Regions from separate parts of the Mus musculus genome. Here region 2 is linked to region 1. A link is a contact called in public HiChIP or PLAC-seq data. All regions are on one chromosome and are shown on one strand. The core of a region is the stretch at or near the end of the contact, and the rest is flanking DNA. Distances in the headings are between cores, read along the strand shown. Region 1 holds the start of Cxcl14 (chemokine (C-X-C motif) ligand 14). Region 2 has its middle 14 kb from the start of Gm33197.

What was found. HiChIP or PLAC-seq counts read pairs in DNA pulled down with a chosen protein or histone mark.
Region 2: a contact with region 1 is called in an H3K4me3 HiChIP or PLAC-seq map of embryonic forebrain, with 5 times the contacts expected there. The contact joins the enhancer-like site here to the promoter of Cxcl14 in region 1. A contact is called at or near these places in 10 of 484 Hi-C or Micro-C datasets (the N1E-115 cell line, adipose-derived mesenchymal stem cells, cranial neural crest and 5 more), 7 of 115 datasets of contacts at active chromatin or transcription factors (astrocytes, embryonic forebrain, embryonic hindbrain and 4 more) and 1 of 9 other capture datasets (embryonic stem cells).

The regions. Positions count from the first base shown.
Region 1 is chr13:56,292,534-56,298,981 of GRCm38.p6, reverse strand. It overlaps Cxcl14 (chemokine (C-X-C motif) ligand 14), which reads left to right and starts at 2,431. Exons shown (of 4, transcript NM_019568.2): 1 at 2,431-2,872; 2 at 3,051-3,156; 3 at 6,408-6,448. The coding sequence starts at 2,809.
Region 2 is chr13:57,257,439-57,263,886 of GRCm38.p6, reverse strand. No RefSeq gene overlaps it. Among named protein-coding and RNA genes, the nearest start is that of Gm33197, 14 kb to the right of the region's middle. Within about 2 kb of position 3,781, at least 10 of the 459 cell types and tissues checked have an H3K27ac peak or open chromatin away from gene starts, as enhancers often do.

The DNA of each region.
Region 1 (6,448 bases), core at 1,182-3,681:
CTCTGAGGAATTTACACAGTTATCTCACAATTGTGGTGGGCGCTTAGACCCTCTCCTGGGAACAGGTAAGTCCCCAGTGCCTGCACTGAGCCTGGCCCATAGCCGGTGCTCAGCGAGTGTAAAAAGAAAAAGGTAACCAAATTCTCAGGTGTAGTTTCCTCCCTGTGATGGCTATTCTCCGTTGTCAACTTGACTACATCTGGAATTAATTAAAAACCCAAACAGCTAGGAATAGCTGTGAGTGATTTTTTAGTTAATTGGATCATTTGCGGTAGGAAGACACATCTTAAATCCAGATCATTTGGGGTCAGAAGACCCGGCCTAAATCTGGGCCACGCCCTCTCATGGCAGCCTACATAAAAGACATGGAAGAAAGGCGCTTTTGCCTTCGGCCTGCTTTTCTCACGGCCAAGTTATAACCTGCTGCTGAGGCAGGTATTAGAGCCTTCTTTGGGATTCTGATGAGTACTAAAGATTAGCTGAGACATCCAGCCTCACAGACTGAACAGCGATTGGCTTCTCGGGCTTTCCATTGGGAGACAGCCATTGTTAGACTTTCTTCCTCGCTGTGCTGGAAGTACCATTATCATCCCCTCTCACAGAAGAGGACGACTAAGGCATAAGAGTCATTTGCTCAAAGTCACATGCAGATCAACTGATGTCAGACACAGACTTCTTGGTTTTGAATAACATCATTTTTTTAAAGAGACATGAAGAATGCTACAACAGGCAGATCATCACACCAGACGTACAGGGGCTCTTAGCTGTGCGCATGCATTCAAGCTCCAAAGGTGGTGCTGTTTTCATCTTGGTGCAGACCTCTGAGTGGATAAAACTGCCAGTTTTCTTATATTTCTGAAATAAACCCATGCTGCTATACATGAAACAATTTTTAATCTTTTTAAAAATATATGTACTTTTATTGTGTATAAATTGGTGTTCTGCCTGCAGGTATGTCTGTGTGAGGGTGTCAGATCCCCAGGAACTGGAATTACAGACAATTGTCGGGGCTGGGAATTAAACCTGGGTCTAGCCCAAATTTTAATCTTTTAGTGTAATAAATGGCAAAAATTATCTTGCATTCCCTCTGCTGAGCCCAGTGTCCCAATGCCATTGTGACTTTAAGGACAGGTGAAATGGCGGGTGTGGGTTCTGCTTGCTCTTTAAGCACAGCTTCCCCTAGAGGCACACAGAAGAGAAGAAAAGAGAAAGTACAGATTCTGCAGTTAGCCAACTACCACTCCCCCACCCACCCAGAAGCCCCTCTGGGTACTCGCACCCCTAGGAGCTTCCAGGCTAACAACACAGCAAGGTGCAAACCATAGTCTGGGAGCCAAGGCTAGCCCTCTGTGAGCCTAAGATACCTGGACCCTGTCACTGGGTCAAAGCAGCACTTCACCAGAATGCAGGGGCTTGAAGACAGTAGAGTGGTCCTACTCTGCAGTCACATATCCATAGGCCCTCCTGGCTTAGTCACCTGCTTCCTGGTTCTAAAACCTTGGGTGAGATGTTTCTTCCTCACTGTGCCTGTTTCTGCCCTGGCGAATGAACAACTTAAAAGTACCAATTTGAGGGAAGTTGCCCCAGTCAAAGTGACGAATAAAATATATACACAAAATGATGCCCCTAAGTACCATCGTCTGAGCATGGTGTCCTGCATCCTGACAACTGCTCTGTATGATCGTATGTCCTTCTCACAGGTGCCTTGGATGGGCACTATGACAACCCACAGGTTTACAGAGAGTAAACGGAAGCCGTTTAATGGAGAGCCGTGTGCTGGCGAATAGAGGGGTAGGGTGGAATTACATCCACCACCGTCTGGTGCAATGTTCACAAGGTGGGGCGGCCTCCCTCCTGTTACCATGGTCATAGCTGCCTACTGAGCTCTACCTGGCCCTACAGATTCTTATGAATGTATATGACAAGTACCCCGGTTTCTTCACAGCCCCTAGATAGTCACACATGAACATCATACTATAGACCCCTCCTAGGAGTTGCTTAGCCCTCACCACTTGTCACCCCCCAGTCTGCGAAGCAGTGACTTGATCAAAGACTTAACCTGTGATGAGCCCCTAATCCCACCTGGCCTTGAGCTTGGACCACGAGCCCAGCAAGCACAATAGAGCCCAACACCGCAGGGGGCGGGCCTGCTGGCATTCTCACTTGGCACCTGCTTGAAAACTCTAGGATTTGAGCCAAGCCTGGGTCTCTCGGTGGCTTCGGACAGTAAACCTGTGTGTTCTGAGAAGTGTCCACAGGAAACAGAAAAGCAGCACCCTTCAGCAGGCCGTGCTCCCGCCTGACCTTCTTCCAAGGCACTGAGGTATGGGTGTGCAAGCGTAAAGGCGGGCGTGCTGTGGAGCGAGAGGGTAGCGGATGTGAGTGTGTCCGTGTGTGCGCGCGTGGCTCCGAGTGTGCGCCGCTGGGATCGCGATGGGTCCGGGGCGGGCGGCAGGGCGGTCTGGGAGATCTCCTCCCCCCACCACATTGAGAAATCTCAGTGAGTCACCGAGTGGTTCTGCATATTAATGAGCTCGCTCTCCGAGAGGGCAGGAGCGAATTTAAAAGAGGCCAGGGTGGGCGGAGGGAAGCTGTGGGGAGATCGCAGCACCCAGCGCCAAGCGCAGCGCGGCACCGCGACAGACGGCAGGAGCACCCATCGACGGGCGTAGCTGGAGCGAGCCGAGCAGAGCAGAGAGAGGCGTGCTTGAAACCGAGAACCAAGCCGGGCGGCATCCCCCGGCCGCCGCACGCACAGGCCGGCGCCCTCCTTGCCTCCCTGCTCCCCACCGCGCCCCTCCGGCCAGCATGAGGCTCCTGGCGGCCGCGCTGCTCCTGCTGCTCCTGGCGCTGTGCGCCTCGCGCGTGGACGGTGAGTGCCGCGAGGGCCCTCTGTCGCGGTCCTGCCCCGTCCTAGGGACCCCAAGCACCACCTAGGCATCCTGGAACCCGGGGCGGGGGGTGGGGGGGTGGATCCCGGGCGGACACCTTGGGCGGTCGCGGAGACCTGTACGGCGGCGACTCAGCAGCCCGGCCGCGCTCTTCCGCAGGGTCCAAGTGTAAGTGTTCCCGGAAGGGGCCCAAGATCCGCTACAGCGACGTGAAGAAGCTGGAAATGAAGCCAAAGTACCCACACTGCGAGGAGAAGATGGTTATGTGAGTTCTGGGGTAGCATATCCTGTGGAGGAGCCCAACCTAGGGTTAGATCGGACTGATAACAGCCTTTCTCTCTGCCTTTGACAAGACCGACTGGCAAGTCCTGGGGACATTGCCTGAGAGTCTGCGGAAAGGGGATGAGGGTGTCTTTGGCCGGTCCCTCTGAGCCTGTCCTTGTTAGGATTCAAAGTGGCAGGCGAGGTTTATTGTAGGCTAGTTAGTGGTTCTGGTGCGCCCGCTTAGAACATCCATCTTCACCAGATCCACTCGGGACACGCACCCGGCCTGTTGGGCCGGCTGGGCTGCCTTCCTCTTACTGAAGAGAGAAGTTAACTTTTCCTTTCAGCGCCCCACGGGTGGACACTTTGGGGCTCCCAGGGCTTTCAATGTGAGAATGCTCCTGTCTCTTCTGCCTTGTGGGTCCGTGCATCTGAACAATGTTGGAGAAAGGGCTCTGCTGGGGTTAATGTGCCATGCCACCACCGCAGCCTGCTTAGTGGGGATGCCGGCAAAGTCTTAAAAACTGGGGCAGAGAGAGAACACTGAGTTTCCTTGCGCCTCAGCCTTCCCAATTAACTACTTGAAGCCAGCGCTGCCGTTTTCCCATCAATACACTCTTGGCCAGGAAGGCAGCCCTTGGCAAAACAGCTCCCAAATATTTGCCATGGACCATTGGCCCCTCTTCCCCTCCCCCAGAAACAGGACACACTTTATTCTCGGTCTGGGCAAGTGCCTTCCACCGGCTGCCCTTGCTTGCCCAAAGGCCTTCACGCAGCGTCTGTGAAGGAAGGGCACACCCCCCACCCGGCACCTCACCACCTCCATCCGCTGAAGCTCAGGGAACTCAGAGAGCCACAGGGCCTGAGCTGACCCGAGTCATGAGCTTCACAATTAACATCCTTTCCCCTGCCCTTGTCAGAGAAGGGAAAACTACCCTTTTCCGTGTGGGCTGGCTCAGGGTTAAAATGCTCCCAGCAAGAGTCACAAGAACAATAGAATTTCTAGTTAGGGGGTCCAAAATGTCAGAAAAGATTGCAAATTGTTTTTGAGAGACCTTGCGGGAGAAAAAAAATAGCATCAGCAACTCAAAAAGAAGAGGATCGTCCCCAGGCAGGCTTTCCTTGACTAAACTTCTCTGTGTAGAGAGGGGAAATTCCAGGCAAAGAAGGCTTCCTGTAGCCTTGGGGAACCTTCCAGGGGCCACCTGAGACCACCTTCCTTAGGCCTCCCTTCCCACCCTATCTTTTAACAGACCAGAGGTTCCTCTTCCCATCTATCAGACAAGGGACCCTTACTTTTTGCCAAAATAGGTTTTCAGCCACAAAGGCTGAAGGCAAGATTTCCAGTTCACTCTGAGGCATCCAGAGATCTCTGCTGGGGGCAGGGGGAATCAGTGTGTGTTTTGAGTACAAGTCCTTGCAATCAGGGCATGGGAAAGCCCAGATTCCTTTTTTAAAATGTGTGTGTGTGTGTGTGTGTGTGTGTGTGTGTGCGCGCGCGCGCGAGCGTGTGTACACGCACACTTATAATTGGGGAGGGAGTAGGCATGCCATGACCCATGTGTGATCAGAGGACAACTTGCAGAAGGTGGCCCAGGAATCAAACACAGCTCCAAGCTTGGTGGCAAGGACGCTTACCTACTGAGCCATCTTGCCAGCTCAAGTCCAGGTTATTGAAGGACAATATATAGCATATGTCCATGGAGTTATGATCCAAACCACTGGTACCCCAGAACTGCTGCAGAGTGAGACCCAGAATTTCTAGTAGTGGTTAGGTCTTGGATCCCAGATTCTGCACCCTGCCTCTGATTTGCATAACCCTAGTATTCGGAGAAAGCTCTGGGCACCTCTGGGGGAGGGGGGAGGCAGAGGACGGAGCCCTTTTGTATGCCTTCAGAAGTAGGATGTTCAGGCTACACTCTGGCCTATGAAGAAAGGGGTTGGGGGTGGTTAATGTTTGTTTATTTTTACTGGAGTTTGCCATCCGGGGCAACAGCAGCATTATGGGTTTGGAAGACATATAGGTGGTAATTCCTGTGGGATGGTAGAAGTAGGAGGGCCCCATGCTCAGAGCCTGCAAGGATCCACCTGTCTCCAGGGAAACAAGATCCAATTACGAGGTCTTATCAGATGTCCATCGCTGGTCTGAGAGGAAGAACAAGCTCTTGACACAGCTTTCTGTCCCCATTCTGCTTGCGAGATTTTGTCTGCTGTTCCTACAGCTTGGAAGTGTGCGTTCACAGCAAGCGTGCCCCTCCTAGAATTTGCCCTTTTTACCCTGACTCTTCTTCACCAGGTGGGGAGCAGACCTCCCACTCTCTCGACTCTCATCTCCAACTATCCTTGCATGACCCATCAGGAAGTCACATTCTGATTTGTTCCAAGACCCTAATTCTTCACCATTATCCACCTCTGTCTTCCTAGAAGCTTCCTGTATCTCCCTGGTCAGCCTGGCTGAGAGACGTACCTCAGACCATCCAGGACTGAACTCACACATGAAGTTCATCTTGCCTCTGGCTGCCTCATCTCTCATGACTAGTTAGTAATTGATAGCTAAGTCCCTGGACACCTACCAAGGGCTAAGTACTCAGCATAGGAGACACCTTTAGCTCCCTCAGTAGCCTGGCGACACAGATCCTTTTATTGTACCTATTTTACACAGAGCAGACAGAGTCAGACAGGTCACAAGGATTCAAACTCGGCCGCTTGCACTCAACACCGCTCCTGCTTTTCCCCTGCACAGTTAGGCTTTCCCTTCACGGAGTGTTGGAGCTTTGGCTGAGAGAGACCCAGAGAAGAAATGTCATATTTTTCTGCCCCCAAATAAGATAATTGCAACCTCACACTCAAGCCAGTAAGAATCAGGAAATCCTTAGCCCAGGGACAAGCTGTAGAGGGTGCAGGTGCTGGGGACAACGGTCAGAGACTATGGTGTCTGTAGGACGCGTCTCAGCCCTCTGTGCAACTTGGCATGGGTGCCTTCTAGCAGTAGCTCTGTCTACCTCTGGACCACTGGAAGCACCCGCTGATCATTGCTCCCCAAGAGAGGCTGTCCTGGGGACAGTTGGGTGCAAGGGGGGAGCACTTACTCCCTATATAACCCCGTCATGAAGACTGAGACATAAAACATTACAAAAGGCTTGCTAGGGATTGGACACTGGCAGCAGGGAGGGACCAGACGGCCCAGTGCTCTGATCCTGTAGACAGTTATTCAGCTATCTCAACCCTATGCCCCATTCTGCTCTGTTTCAGCGTCACCACCAAGAGCATGTCCAGGTACCGGGGCCAGGAGC
Region 2 (6,448 bases), core at 2,532-5,031, 960 kb before region 1:
CTGGGACACTGTACACACATATTACATTTACGCACACAGGCAAACACTCAAACACATATTTTTTAAATATTAAAAAAACCCTTTAATCACAGATACTATTCCTGAAGATTGATTGGTTGACATCTTATAAATGGTGGCAAAGCATCTTGGGCTAATGTGTGTGCATGGTTTAGGAGACAGAATCCAAATAAAATACAGCACAGAAATAAAACAAACTAAGAAGAAATGAAAACTGGATTGTCTCAAGGATCTGTGAGCAAAATCCCAGAGCCGTCGGGTGATCTCTGTTCCTTATTTATTTGGTTCTGAGTCCAAACGGGTGGATTCTCCCAGAGCAGGCAGAACCATCGCGGAGGCTAGAGCCATGGTGAGTGGCCACTGGTTGACTTCTAACAGCTCTGCCTTCTTAGTGTTTATTCAGGATCAGGGAACTAAACTCCCCTAGGAACCCATCCTTAGTCATCTGCTTCAGTCTGTACCTGAGCTGTAGAGGCCTCCTGCCATTTTTCAGCCCCTGTCTGAGTTAGCAGTTGCTACCCTCTATGCACTTGCAGAGTGCTTCTCTTTGTTCTGATACATCTGTCACACCCGGCCACACAAAGGGGCATTTTCAAGGATCTGTAGGAATAAGGAAATCCGAACACACACACACACACACAGACACACAATACTACAGAGAGTCAGAGGAAGAGAATGTTCTAGAAGCACCTTAAAGAGCCGTGGCTATTTATAGATCTCAAAAATAAATGGCTTCCTTTGATTGGAAGAGGTACTTCTGAAGGAGCTCCTTCAGAAAACAGGACGAGAACATGATGAAGTGGCCCCTCAGACAATCTGCCTGCTGCAAAGGTTTCTCCTTAGTAAAGATATCAGGATTAGCATACCATCACGTGTACCAGACATTAAAAGCTACTCAAAGAGGCAGAGGGAAGAGCCTTGATAAAGTTGTTTTGTTTTGTGACTAGGGAAATAAAAAACAACAACAAGAAACTGTGAGAGGAAATCTTTGGTTTGATTATAAGAAAAAGAACTGGAGTTTCTTCTGCAAACATAAAGAGATTGGATAGAGTATCGCATGGCCATAGCCTGCTATCGGCACCTAGCATCTTGTAGGGAGGTGGGGCCAGGAGTAATGCACACACAGAAGCACTTGGATGGTGGGGAGCAGAAGATCGTTCACTCACTGAGCCCCGACTGTGCTACCCCTCAGATCTCTGACCACCTGCTGTGGTTGTTAAGACTCCAGGGGTCTTGGGAGAGATTCATATAACTGTTCTCTTTCAGAAATGAGAAAAACCAAGGTTCAAAGACAAAGAAGGGAAATGACTAAGAAGACACCACAGTGGTCCCACCATTGGCTGCCCTTCCCCACGACCACGCCTAACCTCGATGGGACTGACACATCTTCAAGGTGCCTTTGCAAGGCTACATTTAGACCAGTTCTCATGCTAACCCAAAGAAGACTCAAGTACTACACCCCGAGGCTGTGGGATTCACACCATGAGCACAAGTAAGTGTAGAAATTCGGGTTTTCACACCACTGTTTTATCCATGGGTCCTTTTCTGCCATTAGCTTGGGCCGTTGCCCTTGTCAGCTAAGCCACCGCGGCATAGGTTAGTAAGTTCCTAGTAGAAGACCCTGTCTTCCTGTGTGGCTCCTCTGCTCTGCGTCAGCCCTGGCTGTGCCTGGGCTCCTGCTGGGAAGACAACCCAAGCGTAGACACAGTGTACCCATGGGGCACTGCCCACCCGCCCAAGGTGCCGCTACATGATGCCACACTTTGGTTTTTTTATTGATGGAGCAATCAAAGGTCAAGGGGGTACGTGATTCATGGCACTCTGCCCAAAGCCTTGCTGGAAGCCCACTGTTTAGCAGTCCTGTAGGCCTATATAGCTAACAACTGCTATTAGATAGGAGTTGTGAATCTTCAGTAAGTCACAAGGCAATATTCACAAGGCAATACTCCAAAGAGCCACGCCTGCAGCCCCAGACTTTCTTTTCAGACATAATGTTTTCCTTTTTAATTATGTGTATGCTTGTGTGTGCATGTGTGTATGATGTGTGTACTTGGGCACTTGGGTGTGATTCCTGCAGAGCCCAGGAGCTATGTCAGATCCTCTGGAGCAGGACGTACAAGTGGCTGTGAATGGATCCAGGTGCATGCTGGGAACCAAACTCCAGTGCTTTCTCCATGAGCAATCTGCACGCTTAACCACAGAATCGTCTCTCCAGTCCTCATCAACAGATTCTAAGTCATGTGCTTGCAGAATGCAAAGAGCAAATTAAAACAAACATGCATAAAAGTAAAAGTATAGAACCAACTCTACAGTTTACACACGGGGTCCTTCCAGAGCAAAGCAAAGCCATGACTTATACCCAGTATGTAGCAGCTAGGGCCAGGGAGAAGTGAGACTTCTCTGCCTCTATCCGCACAGCTGTCTTAGGTGTCAAGTCTACTGCCATACTTTGGGTATGTTGTAAACATTGTTCTGTTTTGTCAAGGATTAGTGTTGTGCTGGAGAGATGGCTCAGTGGTTAAAAGCACTTCCAGAGACTGCTCTTCCAGAGGTCCTGAGTTCAGTTCCCAGCAACCACATGGTGGCTCACAACCATCTGTAATAGGATCCAATGCCCTCTTCTGGTATGTCTGAAGAGAGCAACTGTATACTCACATACATAAAATAAATTTTTAAAAAGCCGGGCGTGGTGGCACACGCCTTTAATCCCAGCCCTGAGAGGCAGAGTCAGGCGGATTTCTGAGTTCGAGGCCAGCATAGTCTACAGAGTGAGTTCCAGGACAGCCAGGGCTACACAGAGAAACCCTGTCTCAAAAAAAAAAAAAAATACCAACCAAACAAACAAACAAAAAAAAACAACCCCCCCCCAAAACAAACAAACAAACCAACAAAAAAGATTGGTGTTGTTACTCTCTTACGGTGCCTAATGTATAAACTATTGAGAGACCAGGAATTAGATAGAAACCCTGGTAGGTAGACAGATAGGGAGAGTAGCCATTGCTAAGTAATAAAGGTGACTTACTAAGATGACCACCTCTTCCTTCCTCACCCTCTTGACTTGAGACAAAAGCCTGGCAGCTTAAAACAAAGGTCTTGTAGAAAGGTTTTGCCCCCCCCCCAAGCAGCCCCCCCATCCATGGTGAACTGGATTGACGAGATCAAGGACAGGTTACACAGCAACTGCAGACCACCCAGTCAATCACCCCTCCTTCTAGGCAGCCGACTTAAGTTAGGGGAGAACCAGAGACTTTAAAACCCCCAGTGGATTTCCAGCTTTCCGAGTCCCCTCTGCTTTGCAAAGGATCTTTTTCTCTGCTTGTCTGCTGTACATGTGTGTTTCATCTCTCTCACACAGCCCTCCCACGCCCCCCCTCCCCCCATGCCTCTTCAGCTGCTGATCTGCCTGTCCCTGTCTGAGGTGTCTGAGATCTCGCCACTGCTACCTGAGCTGCCTGAGATTGTTCTGCCTTTTGATTCCTTAACTGGTTGGTAGGGAAAACAAACTTAATCAAGAGCCCTAGACTGTATCATTGCCAGAGTAATGTGTGTATCAGGGAAAAGCACAGGATACGAGGGTATATAGTCCTATCGAAGTTCCAGACATTTGCTGGGGTGGGGGTGGGGGGCGATGTGTTCTTTGTGCATAAACCATCGTGGACTCTCCCTGATGCAACACTGTAGCCATCCATCTGAGTGTCTGTCACTCAAGGGGAAAGGGAAGCATCAAATCCACAGGCAATGAACCCAGTTGGCCGCCAGAGGGCAGTAAAGGACCAAACTGGAACTGAGGCTAGGCAGGAAATTCACATCAGCCAGGGTAGATGACCCAGGATAAAGCTATTCTCCAGGTTCCCAAGGCTGAGCAAGCAGGAAAAGATGCTACCCAGAGTCAAGCTTTCTAAAGTCTCCACGCTTGTGGATATGCCTCTAATCACCTCAGAGAGGCCTGGAAAGTTCCACTGCTGCTAATGAAGGAAAAGCCTTTTCTATACGCATACAATCCTGCACACATCCTAGCTAGAATAATAGAAAAGGAATCCCATGCCACATGGTTTAGGGTGGTGGGAGTTTAAGAAAAACGTCCCACAGCCAAGGAATCCATTGGTCTAATCAAGCTTGGCTCCACAAGCATCTAATCGCCCCCACAGCTCCAAGGAAGCCTGACAGACAGGCCTGTCCCATGATGCCCCGCCCCCCTCCTAGCATCTTCAGGTTCTGGTCCATCCCTGCTCTGAGCTGACAGCTGTCTGCCTCCCTTGGTGATAAAGGGAGCTGCGGCTTTCTTCTTGGAGGGACTGAGGAGTTTCGGGAGACTCACCAGAAAGTCACGAGGCCTCTCACTGACCTTATGTAAACAGTTAACAAAGGCTGGGCGTGGGGTGGGTGCGGTGGGATCTCCTGCAAGGTGCATCAGAGATGCCAATGATGTAGCTTTCCAGAATTGCTACCCATACTCCTCTGGGGTTTCCAGTGAGGCATCTGCCTATCACCCATGCTTCTGTGAGTAACCCAAGCAAGCTGGCCCACAAATCTAGACTGGGGTGCAATGGTTCACTGCTCTGGTCCGGCTTCATCCGTGCTTTATCTGGGGTGAAGAGGACCTTTGTTCCCAACAACACTAGGCCTGAGGTTTCCAGTTCTCCTGTCTTTTTAAATAAGAGTAGACTGCACTGATTACAAAGTAGCAAGAATATTCTAATCACAGAAAAACAACAGTACAGATTAGGGGGATACAGTGTTACGATCTACAGAAACCAGGAGACTGACTACACTTGAGGGCCCAGGATATTGATTGGAGCTGTTTCAAATGGGGACTGAGGAAAGGAGAGCTCATTGCTAAAGTTATCATTTAAAGTTAAGATTTGGGTGGGGGGTTTTTTTTTTGATTGACAGGTTATATAACCATTTTTTCACTCTACATGTCTCTTCCCATAATGCATCTATTTTATATGCATGATCAATTATTCAGAAGCATAAGATGATAAGTAGGGAACCCTTTCTAGAAGTTTGAAGGCACAGTTTGCCTTATATAGACCCCAAACCAGTTCAATTTGTTTGTCCTTTTCACTCTTGTACCTGGTATTATCTGAGTACAAATGAACAGACTCATCTGTTTGGTGGTTGGTAAGGGGAAGAGAACTCTACTGTGTTCTCCAGTGTGGTATGCAGGTGGCTCAATGCAAGAGGTGGCCCTAGGTACCAACAGGTAGCTAGGTGTGTTGTTTGGAGGGGGTATGTGTGCATAGTAAGTAGAGGAAAGGATCTCTAGCTGCCAAGTGTGTTATTCAAAGGGTTTGGTACACAGCCCATACCAAGTGGAGTCCTACGCTATAAACCTATTCTCTACGCTTGCCTCAGTTTGTGGTTATCTCTCCAGGAAAACGTTAATCATCGTACAGAAATGTCACTACTGGTAACCTCAGAAAAACTTCTAGACTTGGTCAGGGAGTAAAGATTGATGTAGGGAGAGTACACTGATATTCTTCTAGTTCCTGAAGCCTAAACTCGACTAGAGGTGGGGAAGGGCCAATCTTCCCACTGTGTTCAAAAATCGCCTGACTGGTCAGCGTTACCAGAAGCTTTGACAGGATTTGCAGGATTTGAGGACCTCAAGCAGGCCTTAGAAAACACCAGGTGTGGCCCTGATGGCTGGATCAGCGAGGTTTCTTTTCTCTGGAAAGTCACACAGGGAAGCAGCCTTTGATTGACAACTGCAATGAGCACTGATTTAAGACTACAGTGGCTCTATCTCCAGCTCCAAGAAGGAGCTATTGCAGTGTTCCTGCCCTGTGCCCGGTAAGCTCTGTGTCAGAGAAGGAAGCCACCCTGGCCTGGGCCTGCACCCCTCTGCCTCTGCTCCTTCCTCCAAGGCTCACCTCTGCCCCTTCCTCATCCTGCTAAGCACAGCCCTCTCCTCTGCTCACTTCTGCTTAATTGATCCTGCATGGCTCTCCCTGCCATATCCTGTCTCTGCTCCAACACCAATCCCAGCCACCCCACAGGTGCTCGGTGGCCCTTACCTGTGCTTGCTTCCTTTCACCTGACTAGCCATTAGAGACATCCTGTCCTGGCAGGGAGCTACTGGGGTACAAAGACATAACTCCTATTCATTGTTAAGTTACTTTAACAAATGTTTACTGAGTGTGTACTACATGCCAGGCTCCAAGCTGGTACCAGGCAGCTCAAAAGACAGAATCTCAACTCTTACCAGCTGACAAACTTTCAGTGATGGGTGGCAATAAGCATTATTAAAAACAAGATGTGATGTCAAACTATTTCTAACATGAGAGGAATTGACCATCACATTAGGACCAGAAGGAAGGTGCCTGGAGGCTTTTCATCTGGTTAAAACCCAGTTCTGTGTGCGAGGGGATACAGCATGTGCAAAGGGCCTGGGGTAGTAAGACAAGATCACTTTTAAGGCAACTGA